3 separate regions of the Sus scrofa genome follow, and regions 1 and 3 are each linked to region 2. A link is a contact called in public Hi-C and HiChIP or PLAC-seq data. All regions are on one chromosome and are shown on one strand. Each heading gives the region's core, a stretch centred on a gene start, on an enhancer-like site or on the middle of the called end of the contact. The rest is flanking DNA. Distances are from core to core; before and after follow the strand shown. Region 1 holds the start of RAD23B (UV excision repair protein RAD23 homolog B). Region 2 holds the start of KLF4 (Kruppel like factor 4). Region 3 has its middle 130 kb from the start of KLF4.

Region 1 (4,583 bases), core at 142-2,641, 160 kb after region 2:
CGATGGCGGGAGACCTGCAGCGAAACGACTCAAAATATATGCAAATAAAAGCGCCCCCAATTCTGCGGGGAAGGGGGCAAAGAATGCATTTTCACCACTCACCTCTCGCTCTGCGGCAAACGGAACCTGACACTTTTTTTTTAAGGTTAATTATCGCCGGTCTGCACCTCCTAGACCTTAGCGCCTAACCAGATCCACGCAGAAATAGTGGCGACACCTAAATCTCCCTCCCCCACCTGTGCATCCACACCAGGGAGCTCGGCTAGACCGCTGAAGCAGCCCTAAGCTTCCCTCCCCCTCAAGCCCCTCTGCCGGGAGGGCCCAGGCCCAAGCCTCCGGTGCCCTGCAGGCATGTGCTCCACGCCGCCAGGGCTTCAGTTTCGGCCACTGCTTCCCCTTACTCCTGACACAAAGCCCAGAGCCAACTCCCAAGGTCCGGTCGGCCACACGCCGCAGGGCCCCGGGGCCCTGCCCGCGCCCGGGCCCGCAGGCCTCAGCCAGCGTCGGGGGCCCGAACCCCCGTTCACCGCGCCCTCTCGAGTACACCGGGGACCCTCCCAGCTCGGGCGCGCCGCCGGGCCCCGCTCTGATATAGGCCGGGACCCCACGAAAGGCCTCGCAGCGCCGACCTCCGCCTAGGCCTGGCTGGCCACTCGCGCAGCTGCCGCGTCCCGGGCCCCGCGCTCCCCGCTGCTCTCACCGTCTCCTCGGGGTCGATGTCGATCTTGAAGGTCTGCTGCTGGAGGGTCTTCAGGGTGATCTGCATGGTGCCGCCGCGCAGCTCCGCTGCCGGGCCTGCTCCGGGTGCTGGCCGCTGGGCGGGGTCTGTGGCCTGGCGGGGCCCTGGGGTCGCCCGCGCTCCTCGCGCACTCGGGAGGAAGGCGGTGGGGGTGGGGGCTTGTCACATTCGCCCTGCAGAGCGGCCTCTCCCCCAGCCCTGGTCCTGGGCCGCGCCGCTGCCTCCGCGACTGCGGCTTTCCTCGCGAGCTCGGGCTGCAGTGCTTCTTCACACGCCTGGCGCCAGCCTCAAGGTCTACAGGAGGTTCAAGGGGCTATGCGAAACCAGCAGAGAACCCGCTAGCTCACCACAGACTGGTGGCCGCCATCATCGTGACTCGCCGAGACGCGCCCCCTCCCCCACCCGAAAAACCTGGGGGATGGGGCCGCACTGTCGGAGCGCGCAGGCGTAGGGTGCGGCGAGCCTGTGCGCAGGCGCAGCCGAGAACTCCGCCCCGGAATTGGGGCGGGGCGGATTACGGCTCTGGAATGTCGGCGTCCTGGATCGCGCGTGCGCAGGCGTAGTCAGTGGGGCGCCTCGGGGGCTCTCGGGGCTTCCCTGTCGCGTCGGCTGCCGGGGGCGTTCTCCCGCCCTCCGCCGCTCCGCCTACGTCCAGACTCCGCCCGGTAGCTTGAGTTGGGCAATCTGTAGCCGAGGAAGCGCTACGTGGAGACCGGACTAAGTGGATGCAGAGCCCTGGAGCTGGGCAACTAGAGGGCGGTAGGTCAGGGCGGGGTTTAAATGAAACAGCCACAGTAGTGAGCCGGCGTTTACTGGGCGCTTGCTGTGTGGCCACTGATTCTATTATCCTGAGAGCGCTGACTTCAGCACCAGACTGCCTTGATGGACCTTGGGGCTAAATACAAGGTCAAATTATATCACTTCCCTGGGCAGAACTGTCCAGTGGGTACTCATCGCACCCAAAGTAAAAGTTCTTAGGACTGGATACACAGCCACTTCCTCGCATATATCCTGACTCTCATGGCAGATGCACTCAGCTGAGGGCCTGCCTTTTCGCTCGCTGTTTCCGTCCCTAAGTCTTCTTTCCCCAGGTACCTGGGTGGCTCACTGTCTCTCCCTTCTCGGGGAGGTCTGCTGTGGATACTCAACGTAAACCGCAATTTCCCTAACCACATTACCCTGCTGTGTGTTTTGTTTTGTTTTGTTTTTTTTCTATAGCATTTATCTTCTAATTACCATAAATGTAATATTTATTAGATTTATTATCTTTCTCTCTTCTGTAAACACAGACAAGCTGCACAAGGGCAAGGGTATTGTTATATTGCCTGATGTACCCCCAGCACGAAGAAACATGCCTGGCATGTAATGTAGGCACACAGTAAATATGTGTGGAATGGGTAAATATGCTTTCTGTTTCTCATCAGTAAGCTGAGAGTAATAACAGCACTCAGTTTCATTGATTATTGGAGAAGAGGTGTTGAACAATGTATACAGTAAAAATCTTAGTGGCAGGAACATAGTAAGCAGTTCATAAAGAGATAGCTATTTGTAGTATGCCCATTTACAGATAAGAAAACTTAAGTGTAGTACCCGGAATCACCCACCTGGTGAGTGGCGGGTCCAGAATTTGAACCCAAGCCGAATGACTCCAGACCCTGGGCTCCTAAGTGCCTGGCTGTTCTGCCTCTTAATAAAGTGCCATCTTGCATATTTGACTTAAAGTAGTTCAAGTGTAAAGTTACAATTAAGTCACTAGCTGTGTGACTAATTGCAAAGGACCTCTCTGGAGCAGCATCTTCACTGATACAATGTCATTGATTGGTTTTCTGTAGATTGTAAGAGCTCAGGTATAATTCTTCCATGGAACTTTGCCTGATCAACTTCCCTCTCCTTCAGCTGTCCCACTGCCCCCTTCACAACACGTATCTCCCTGTGTTATAATTCCATATCTAAACCTTGGCTTTCCGTCTTCCTGTATATCTACTGTTAATCACCAGGTGATCTCATCACGTCCTTTGTTTTGAAATACTTCCAGCCTGGACCTTTAGCTATAGATAGAATTAGCCAATTGCCTACGTAATATCTTTACTTGAAATATAATGGAGTTCTTGCTGTGGCACAGCAGCTGTGGCTATAGCAGCTTGGATTGCTGAAGAGGTATGGGTTCTATCCCCAGCCCAGCGCAGTGGGTTAAAGGATCTGGCAGTTGCTGCAGGTGTGGCATAGGGCACAGTTGCTCAGATTCAGCCCATGGCCCAGGAACTTCCATATGCTGCAGGTGTGGCCATTAAAAAAAGAAGAAATATAATAAACCTCCGAAACTTGACACGGCCAAGCAGCACCATTGATTCCTTCTGGACCTCCCTTCCCCCCCTGAAATCTCTCCCAGTTTTACCCCTTCCTAATTCATGGCACCACCATCCACCCAGGTGCTCAGACCAAAAATCTAGTCATCATCCCTGATAAATTTCTTCCTTCCTTTCCTCCTACCACCCCTGACCACCACATCTAATCCATTATCAAGTCCTGTCAACTTTATTCTCCAAATTATATCCCCAGATCAACCATTTCTCACCATTTCTACTTCCACAACCCTAGGTTAATCCATTGTTATCTTCCACCTGCCTCCCAACTGGCCTCCCCACTTCTACACTTTGAACCTCTCCAGCAGTCAGAGTGGTCTTTTTTCAAATATAAATCAAAGCATGTCGCATCTATTCCTAATACCTAATTATACTCTGAGAATAAAATTTGAATTCTTTACCTGGCCTAGGGGAGCTCACATGATCTGACTCTTGCCAAACCCTTTGGCCTCATCTCTTCTCTCTCTCTCTCATTCCCTGTCATCCCACCTTCCTTTCATCCCTTGAACAGGCCAAGATGGTTCTAGTCTCTGGGCCTTTGCAGTAGAGGTTACTTCAGCTTGAAACTGCCTTCTCAAATCTTTAAACCACTAACTCCTTTTCATTATTCAGGGCCCCAGTCATGTTTTCCTTCCTCAGAGAGGACTTCTTCCACAACTTTTTAAAAAAATTATTGGAGTATAGTTGATTTATAATGTTGTGTCAATTTCAAGCATACAGCAAAATGATTCAATTATATATATGCACATATCCATTCTTTGTCAGATTCTTTTCCCATGTGGATTATTAAGTAAAGTTCCCTGTGCTATTCAGTAGGTCCTTGTTGGTCATTTATATATAGTAGTATGTATATATTAATCCCAAACTCCTAATTTATCCCTCCCCCCATGTTTCCTATTTGGTAACCGTAAATTTGTTTTTGCGATCTGTGAGTTTGTTTTGTAAATAAGTTCATTTGTATCATTTTTAATTAGATTCCACATATAAGTAATATTGTATGATATTTGTCTTTCTCTCATTTACTTTTCTTAGTATGATAAGCTTTAGATCCATCCATGTTGCTCCAACAACATTAACAGTATATAGTAAATATACATTAACCCTTTACTCTAGTGCTAGGTAAGTCACCATTGTAGGCCCTTTCCATGGATAATCTCATTTAAGCCCCAGAGAACTCTTCAAGATAGCTACAACGGTGCCCTGGTTTAGATTTTTTCTTGGATCTAACTGAAAGTATTATTAAATATTTTCTTTTTTTATGGCCACACCTATGGCATATGGAAGTTCCCTGCCTAGGGGTTGAATCAGAGCTGCAGCTGCAGGTCCACATCCACAGCCACAGCAACACCAGATCCCAGCCATATCTGTAACCTAGGCCACAGGTTATAGCAACGCCAGATCCTTAACCCACTGAGTGAAGTCAGGGATTGAACCCATATCCTCATGGAGACTATGTCTGGTTCTTAACCTGTTGAGCCACA
Region 2 (4,591 bases), core at 540-3,039:
CTGGCTCCTATGGGGGTGGGGTTGAAACCCTCCAGACCAAAGGAGGAGGGTCGGGTCGGGTTTCCCTGCCAAAGGATGCCCTTTCTTCAGCTGCAGCCCCTCTCAGCCATTGGCCAAAGCGGGGCTGGAGGAAGTCATCCTCAAGGGCTTCCAACCTTCCGGACCGAGAGGGATTCCTACAATTGGCAGAGAGGGCCGAATGGATTCGTCGGGGCGAGATACATTCCAAGAATGCTTCTGTGGTTGACGAGGAGCGGAAAAATCAGGGATAAGAAATATTCTGAGGAAACCTAATAGGTCGCAGGACTCAAACAGGTGACCACGACTTAAAAGTGCGAGGTAACTGGATCTCAGTGAGGGGTGAGCCCACACTCTGGTCAGTGCTAGGGCTTCGACCCTTTTCCCAGCGGCCAGGACCCACTGCATTAACCTTCAAGAGCGCTCCGCGGAGAGGGGAGTAGGGCGGAGGCCTGTGTGCGCCTGAATCCAACAAAAACACCTCGCAAGCCTACGTTTAGAAAGCGATACCTAACACCACACTCACGTTTTTTTAAAAAAAGCACTGCTTGCAGAGAAGATGAGAGCGAAAACATTTCCCGGCTGGAAAAGTACTGATCACAAACTAAGGGGAGGGGGGTGGGGAGGCAGAGTTATAAGACTGAAATAACGATCGCAGTTTCCTCTTCTCTTCCCGGTGGGCAGTGACAGCCGCCGCGGGCTCCGTGTGACCTTATCAGGAACCGGGGTTCCAATGCGTCGCTCCACTTTCTGGCATGGGGCCACTTTCCAGCCAAGTCCCTTCGGTGGGCTTGACCGCTCGAGACAAGGGAGCGAGTTGCCGGTTGACCTTTACCTCGCCACTTCACCTCTTTATGACTCAGTTTTCTCATCCATAAAATGGAAAGGACAGTGCGTGGCTTGCAAAATGCTTTGAGATTCCTGGTTGAAGGTATCTCCGCGCCTCACGCCCCTCTTCCCTCCCCCACCTCACGAAGTGAATTTTGAGACTTTCCCGTCCCTTCCTCTCTCCTTCAATAATATCAAAACCGTAGCTCCATTTCCCATTCTGGTCTTTTACAGCCTTTTCCAGGCGGAACACCCCTCCGGCCTTCTCAGGCTCCCAGTCTTCGCCTTGCCGTCCTGGGCTTCCATCTCGACCCCCTACCCGCGACCCGGCAAAAGTGCCAGCGAAGAGCCGTGTGACGCCAGGCCAAGGGCCCGCAATGGCACTCAGGGACTAGAGCCGGGCTCCTGCGTGCGTAAGAGAGGTACGAGCTCTGGATGAGTCACGCGGATAATCGCGCTCTTCTCTAGGGCGCAAAGTGCGCGGCGAGCGCTCACCCGGGCTGTGGTAGTGGCGTGTTACCGTCCCCCTTCGCCCCCAGCAGCCTTCTCGGCCGCAGGCTTCGAACCTGGGGAGCTGCCCGTGGCGACGCCGACTGTCCTGGTCGCGCGGCGACCGGACCTGCGCCCGGTATACCCAGCGCCTGAGCCACTGCGCCACCGCCGCCGGCGTCAGCGCGGCTCCTGCCCGCCAGCTGCTGGGCTGGCGTCACGGCCCGCCGTGCCCCGCCGCGCCCCTCCTTCCTCCCCGCCCCACGTGCGCCAAGTTTGTTTATTTAGCTGCTATGGCAACGCGCGGGGGGGGCCGCGCAAGGGAGGGGAGAAGAAAGGGAGGGGGCGGGGCCTGGCGGCGGGCCCCTGCGCACAGCGGGTAGGAGGCGGGGGGAGGGCGGGAGCCAAGAAGTTATAAGTAAGGAGCGCGCGGCGGCCGCCGGCAGTTCCCCGGCCGAGACAGCGAGCGCGGCTGCGGGCGCGCGGGGAGCAGAGGCGGTGGCGGGCGGCGGCGGCACCGGGAGCCGCCAAGTGCCCCTCCCCGCCCCTCCGGCCCCCACCCACCCACCCACCTGCCCGCGGCCAGCGCCCATGGCCGCGCGCGCCCCGCGCAGCCCCCCGGACTCCGCGCCCTGCGCCGCCGCCCAGTCCGCAGATCAGCGCCGCCGCAGCCAGTCTCACCTGGCGGCGCCGCCCGCCCGCCACCCCGGCCACAGCCCCAGCACCCAAGGCCATAGCCGCGGCGACCGCGACAGCGGTGGGGGACACTGCTGAGTCGAAGAGAGCGCAGCCCGGCCACCGGACCTACTTACTCGCCTTGCTGATTGTCTATTTTTACGAGTTTACAACTTTTCTAAGAACTTTTGTATACAAAGGAACTTTTTTTAAAGGCATCTCTTTTATATTTAATCCAAAGAAGAAGGATCTCTGGCAATTTGGGGTTTTGGGTTTTGGCTTCGTTTCTAAGTCTTTTCCCCCTCTTCGTTGACTGGGGTTCGGGTACCCCCGCTGCTTCGGACTTCGGAGGACCTCTGAGGCCCCACATTAATGAGGTAAGTGCGGCGTGGGGGTGGGGGAGTAGGGAGGAGTGAGGACCGGTGGGACCCGCCAGAGCGGCCGTCAAGAGTGGCCCCTGACTCAAGCCTCTGTGCTCCCCACCCGGCCCGCAGGCAGCCACCTGGCGAGTCTGACATGGCTGTCAGCGACGCACTGCTCCCGTCCTTCTCCACGTTCGCGTCCGGCCCGGCGGGAAGGGAGAAGACACTGCGTCCAGCAGGTGCCCCGAATAACGTGAGTGTTGTCACGGGCTGTCGGGAACCTCTAGTGGGCTTCTGTGGGTGGGGTGGGGACGGGCGGAGCCCCGGGGTCACCCAGAACCCCTCCGGACGAGGGGAGGGAGTAGCCACCGCACGGGCTCCGCAGCCTTCCCAGGATGGCTTCCGCGCTCTTGGCTCAGCTGTGCTTGCGTGTGGTCCGGACGGTGTGGAGCCGCCGGGGGCGCACACCGGGCCCGCACACGTCCCGGAGCACGCAAGCGGCAGGGCGGGCGCGCGAGCTACCGGGCGGGAGGTGTCTGTGTCCCCAGACACTGGCTGGGCGGGAGTGAGTTTGGCGCGTAGGCGTCCCCGTGGCGAGGGCGCACCGAGAGAGCTTCGGTGTCCTGATTCTTGGGGCGGCGGGAGCGTCCCCTGGATCTGGCGGGGGAGGGACCCAGGCTGGCGAGCCGCGGCGCGCGCTCACAATCCATGGGGCAGACACAACATAACATCCTCCATATACACGCACCGTTTCTCTTCAGACCCAGCCATGATTTCGACGCTGGCACTCTTAGTTCCCAGGCGCTTCCTGCCGGCCAGGTCCCCACGTCTAGGCGGTGTAGGCGCGGCCAGCCCACCACTACGTCGGGCGGCAGTTAGGGACTGCACTGACGGTATCTCTTGTCCTGTCCCGGCAGCGCTGGCGGGAGGAGCTCTCCCACATGAAGCAAAGACTTCCCCCGGTGCTTCCCGGCCGCCCCTACGACCTGGCGGCGGCGACCGTGGCCACCGACCTGGAGAGTGGCGGAGTCGGCGCGGCTTGCGGCAGTAGCAACCCGGCTCTTCTACCCCGGAGGGAGACGGAGGAGTTCAATGATCTCCTGGACCTGGACTTTATCCTCTCCAACTCACTGTCTCATCAGGAGTCAGTGGCCGCCACCGTGTCCTCGTCGGCTTCAGCCTCATCCTCTTCCTCCCCATCGAGCAGCGGTCCCGCCAGTGCGCCCTCCACCTGCAGCTTCAGCTATCCGATCCGGGCTGGGGGCGACCCGGGCGTGGCACCGGGCAGCACTGGAGGCAGCCTCCTCTATGGCCGGGAGTCTGCACCTCCCCCGACAGCTCCCTTCAACCTGGCAGACATCAACGATGTGAGCCCCTCGGGCGGCTTCGTGGCCGAACTCCTGCGGCCTGAATTGGACCCAGTGTACATTCCGCCGCAGCAGTCGCAGCCGCCAGGTGGCGGGCTGATGGGCAAGTTTGTGTTGAAGGCATCGCTGAGTGCCCCCGGCAGCGAGTACGGCAGCCCATCGGTCATCAGTGTTAGCAAAGGCAGCCCAGATGGGAGCCACCCGGTGGTGGTGGCGCCCTACAGCGGTGGCCCGCCGCGCATGTGCCCCAAGATCAAGCAGGAGGCTGTCTCCTCGTGCACCGTCGGCCGGCCCTTAGAGGCCCACTTGGGCACTGGACCCCCTCTCAGCAATGGCCACCGGCCGCCTGCCCACGACTTTCCCCTGGGGCGGCAGCTCCCCAGCAGGACTACCCCAACCCTGGGTGCGGAGGAACTGCTAAGCAGCAGGGACTGTCATCCTGCCCTGCCGCTCCCCCCGGGCTTCCATCCCCACCATGGGCCAAACTACCCACCCTTCCTGCCGGATCAGCTGCAGCCGCAGGTCCCACCGCTCCATTACCAAGGTCAGTCCCGGGGAATCGTAGTTGGGGCTGGGGAGCCCTGCATCTGCCGGCCCTCTGGGGCCCACGGAATGGTGTTGACCCCACCTTCTTCACCCCTAGAGCTCATGCCACCTGGTTCCTGCATGCCAGAGGAGCCAAAGCCAAAGAGGGGGAGAAGGTCGTGGCCCCGGAAAAGGACGGCCACTCACACTTGTGATTACGCGGGCTGCGGCAAAACCTACACGAAGAGTTCTCATCTCAAGGCACACCTGCGAACCCACACAGGTAGGAGGATAGAAGCTGGGGGGGGGGGACAGGGGGTTGGTGTC
Region 3 (4,363 bases), core at 1,620-4,119, 130 kb before region 2:
TGGCTGGCTCTGGGAGGAAAAGCAGAAAAAGCTTCAGAGAAGAGGAAGACTTGACCCTGAGCTTTGAGGTGGGAGGAACTTACACAGCCCTGGGGTGAAAGGACACTCCCAGCAGAGAGGCAGCTCTCACAGTGTGGGGGCCTGGAGGGCTCTGGAGTATCAACTGAGTGGATGGGGAGAAGTTTGGAAAAGCGAGCAAGGGAGGTGAGTTGGGCCAGGAGCAGAAGGGATCACGTGAGCCTTGCCTGCGAGTGTGGACAGATGGAATCAGAGACCCAGCAGATCGGACTTGTCCACAGTGCTGCCTGCAACCTGCAGCATCAGCATCACCAGGACGTGGTGAGAAATGCAGATCCTTCAAGTCATCGTGCTGTGGACCCTAAACTTATATGGCGCTGCAGGTCCATTACGGCAACAAAGCTGGAAGAAAAAGAGTCATTAATTTAATTTTTTTTTAAGTGTAAGAAATACAGATCCCCAGGACCCACGCTGCACTTACTGAATGAGAAGTTGTAGCAATGGTGCCCAGGAACTTATGTTTTATCAAACCCTCCAGGTGATGGGGTGTGAGAAGTACTGGTACCAAACATAATAATTAATGGCCCCTGTTCACAGAACACCTACTTGGTGGCCCCTGTTCATAGAGCCCCTACTTGGTGGCAGGAACTAGAGTGAGTCCTTTCCCTACTTATCTGATTTAATCCTCAAGACGAGCTTATGAGGTGGGTCTGTCATTAGCCCCACTTTATGGAACAGGAAACTGGCACTCCTAGAAGTAATTTACCTAAGGCCGTGAAGCTACTACGTAGCAAATCTGGGATTTTTAACTCCGACCGGAAGACTCCTCATCCCACCCAGAAAAAGGTGGTCTGCCTTAAAAGCTTTTGATGCCAGGAGATGGGGAGGAGTAACAGAGAGCCTGAGATTTTTCTGGGGCTAAACAGAAGGATCTGTTGACCTTGAGAGGTGTAGGGAGAGAGCAAGAATAAACAAGAAAGACCCCAAGCTCCCAGGGTGAAAAACTGAGGGAGAGGAGACACCATTATCGAGGGCAGGGGCATCAGAAGGAGACAGGATGAGGAGGCTTCCCGTTGGGCCTTGCAGAGCATGAGGGGAACATCAAAGATGCAAAATGTCCCCATGAGATCTTAAAACTACCTCTTGGTGGGTGGTATAACCACAGGTATATTGGATCAGATGGAAAAGTACACTTGGCTTAAATTACAGCAGCTCAGGAGTGTCAAGCTTTGGGGGGGGGGAGGGGGCTAAATCACCCCAAGATTTATGAGTATGTGGGGAATGGGTTCGGGTTGAGGGACATTGTTCTCACATGAGCAGCTGTGAGGGGAACCCAAGTCTTTGGAACCTGTCCAATTCCTCCGAGGGCATACAGGCTCGACCTTGATGTGACCTTTTACTGGGTCTTAGAAAGAGATGGAAAAAGCCTGCCCTCCCAGGAGAGGTGACAGAGCAATTAATAAGGCAGAGTCTAAAGCTTCAGAAATGCAAGGATCCAGGTGCTGAATTCATCTGTTCTAAAGATGAAAAAACAGAAAATCCTCTTTTGGTTCCTATTTGGGTAAAGTTGGACATAAATCATTCTTTGAAAAGGTGTCCGTGGGTGCCTTTGGTTGGAGGGGCTCAAGCCCTTTCCAAACATTGCCTCATTAATCCTGGCAAACACCAGGAGAGAAAGCCTGGATAGGCGGCACCTTTTGTGTCACTGAACAGATGAGACCTGGCCTCAAACTTAAAGACACAGGCAGGTTCCAGGTGGACTAGGACAAGGCCCTGCTGGCTGGTGTTAGCTATGCGTGAGTTGTGGGGAAGGGGAGTGAGGAATGAGTGTGTGTGTGTGTGTGTGTGTGTGTGTGTGTGTGTACTCTCTGTGTGCTTTTAGTTTTCCTAATTGTCTCAAACCAGGAAAAGAAAATGAGGCCGCAGCCCTGGAGGCTGGGTGACATGTTATGAGGAAGTCTTATCTTCTTTGAAAATGCCAGATTTTGGCAAAGATTGAATCCCCTTTTCTTGGCAAGCTTGTCCTTGGTAAATGCTTCCTGTTTATTTCAGCCCCTCCACATGCGTGGACATTACTGCAACGGTGCAGTTCTAACCTGAAAAGCGGAATCAGGAAGGGGACTGGGAGGAAGAAAGAGCAAACTCCAACAAGGGATGCTGGAAGTGTCATTTGCTGCCTTGGGATTGATGTGGGTGTTGAGTCCGGTTTGGTATTTCAAAGTCAAGGAAAGATCTAAAAGTACCAGTGCCTTAGAAATGTAAAATACTTGATACGGTCGCTCCTTTTCCTTCTTTGTGAAAAGGAAAAAGAAATAAAAGAGAAAGAGATCGAAGAAAGAAAAAAAGAAGAAAGGACAGAAAGAAAAGGAAAAGGAAAAGAAAAAGGAAAGGGGAAAAGCGAGGCAGAGGCGATGGCGAGCGCAGAATCGCGGGATCCCGGCTCCCTACCCGGGAGAGCGGAACACTTTCCTCCGCGGCCGCGGGCTCGGAGCTTTTAAGGGTTTCTAATCCTGGAAGGCTGTCTGACATCACCCCGTTTCTTGTCGGCTGATGTTTCGTACAAGCCTCTCATTTCCTCAGTGTTTTCAGAGCACCAATTACTGCAACAATCTCGTGTTTATGTTTGCTCTCTCTCCTGCCTCGCTGGCCCTACGCCTGGAGCCTTTGCCGCTTTCCGACGCGGGGAGCCCAAGGGGGCTGGGTGGGGGGGAGCGGGAGGGGGGAACCTGGATCGGGCACTGCAGAAAAAGGGAGGGGTCCCCCTTAATTTTTTTTCATTGACTTCAGCACCATGTGATCAGGAAGTCTGGCCTCCCTCCATTTCCCCTCCCGACTAAAGGGAAACATTGTGTAGCAGCCGCCGCGGCCACTGGTGGGATGGTCTTCGCCGCCTGACGTAGGGAGATAAAAATAACCGGCATATTTAAGGCCTGAGCAGGAATCCCGGCGCTCACACGCGGCCTGGTCAGTTCCCGAGGCCGGCTGGGCGCGGGGCCTGCGGGGAGGCCCGCGCGCTCCTGCGCGCACCGGAGCGTCGCGAGGGCCAGCGCCGGCGACCTGGGGACCCGGGCCCACCACCCAGGCCAGCCGAGCCTCGCGGAGCCCCGGAGAAGCCGGCAAGAGCAGCCTGGCTCGAGCGCGCTGGGCTGGGCATGGGTTCTGGGTCCTGCCTCCCTGGAGACGGGAAGGAAGGATGCTGTGGCAGAAGGAGGGTGGCGGGGAGCCCGAGGGCACACACAAGCTGCCGCTAAAAAAGCCTGCCTGTCCTACACACCATGGTACCCACTCTTTCTCGTCAAATCCCCCCTCTCCAGCCCCTTGAAATGCTGGAACTGCATCCTGCAAAGCAGGCCTGGGAACAAACAAGAATCAGCCTCCTACACTCCAAAATGGGACAAATCCTTGCAATGTCCAGCAATTTCAGAGGCGAATACAGACTTCCTAGAAGCATGCTATCCAGCCACGCTACAGATTTCCTCAGAACTCCTCACCACTGCCCTCACCTCTGACCTGTCCAGGGACCAGCAAAATAGAAAAGGAGGAAGTGCCCCCCTCGATGAGCCCACGTCCCTGTCTCAGCAGCACAGACACGGTGAACAGTACATGACCCTGTCTGCCATCCCACTGTTTCCTCTTGCGTGCATTCATTTAAACCTCACCAGGGAGGTTCCATGACCCCTATTTTACATGAAAGGAAACTGAGGCTCGGGAGACATGGAATGGTTGCCCAGTGCACGCATGGGCATTGCTTCCCTGAGCCTTAGTCGCCTCCCTTGACTGCATTCACACAGCAGCATGGATGTATCATTCTGGAAACCACCTTTCTTCTGTGCCTCCTACCCCCTAAATAAAATGAATACCAAGCAAAACAGTGGTGGTGAGCTTTCCTGCTGATCTGTGAAATAACAGTTCTGCCCTTGCTCTGGGCCACAGAGAAGTTTTGATTTCAATTAATAATGGGAAATCTCCCAGCCTTCTGATGTCTAAAGGAGCAAGATATTTCAAGATTTCTGGCAGAGTTTTTCACCTGAGCCCAACGTGCTGATGAAAGATGAAATGACACCCTTAATTGTTTTGGCATTGCAGAGATAACGCAAAGCTATTATCTGGGTGGAAAAGGCAAAGATGTTTCATTTAGGGAAAAATCAGTAATTTTCTCACACATGAGGATCGAGACTCCAGGGCTGAATCCCTAAAACAATGCCTGATATTTAAAGCATTCAACCCGTAATAGTTGGACCACATGAAGAGGTTATGGGAATGTGAGGGACAGCTCTCAGAGACAGATTGGGTTATACGTGTTTGTCTTTGATGACTGCAGAAGCATGATCCCATTTAACCCTCA

The links. A called contact is a pair of places that touch in the nucleus more often than the background predicts. HiChIP or PLAC-seq counts read pairs in DNA pulled down with a chosen protein or histone mark.
Region 1: a Hi-C map of liver shows a contact between it and region 2, with 5 times the contacts expected there. The contact joins the promoter of RAD23B here to the promoter of KLF4 in region 2. A contact is called at or near these places in 2 of 47 Hi-C or Micro-C datasets (heart right ventricle and liver).
Region 3: a contact with region 2 is called in an H3K27ac HiChIP or PLAC-seq map of skeletal muscle, with 4 times the contacts expected there. The contact joins the enhancer-like site here to the promoter of KLF4 in region 2. A contact is called at or near these places in 18 of 47 Hi-C or Micro-C datasets (alveolar macrophages, brain, embryonic fibroblasts and 10 more) and 2 of 2 datasets of contacts at active chromatin or transcription factors (alveolar macrophages and skeletal muscle).

The regions. Positions count from the first base shown.
Region 1 is chr1:248,444,799-248,449,381 of Sscrofa11.1, reverse strand. RAD23B (UV excision repair protein RAD23 homolog B) reads right to left here and starts at 1,391. Exons shown (of 10, transcript XM_001927866.6): 1 at 701-1,391. The coding sequence starts at 766.
Region 2 is chr1:248,606,772-248,611,362 of Sscrofa11.1, reverse strand. KLF4 (Kruppel like factor 4) reads left to right here and starts at 1,789. Exons shown (of 5, transcript NM_001031782.2): 1 at 1,789-2,387; 2 at 2,505-2,625; 3 at 3,290-4,283; 4 at 4,383-4,547. The coding sequence starts at 2,383.
Region 3 is chr1:248,740,232-248,744,594 of Sscrofa11.1, reverse strand. No RefSeq gene overlaps it. Among named protein-coding and RNA genes, the nearest start is that of KLF4, 130 kb to the right of the region's middle. Within about 2 kb of position 2,869, at least 56 of the 83 cell types and tissues checked have an H3K27ac peak or open chromatin away from gene starts, as enhancers often do. A contact at or near this core is called in alveolar macrophages, brain, liver and 5 more, where this site is marked.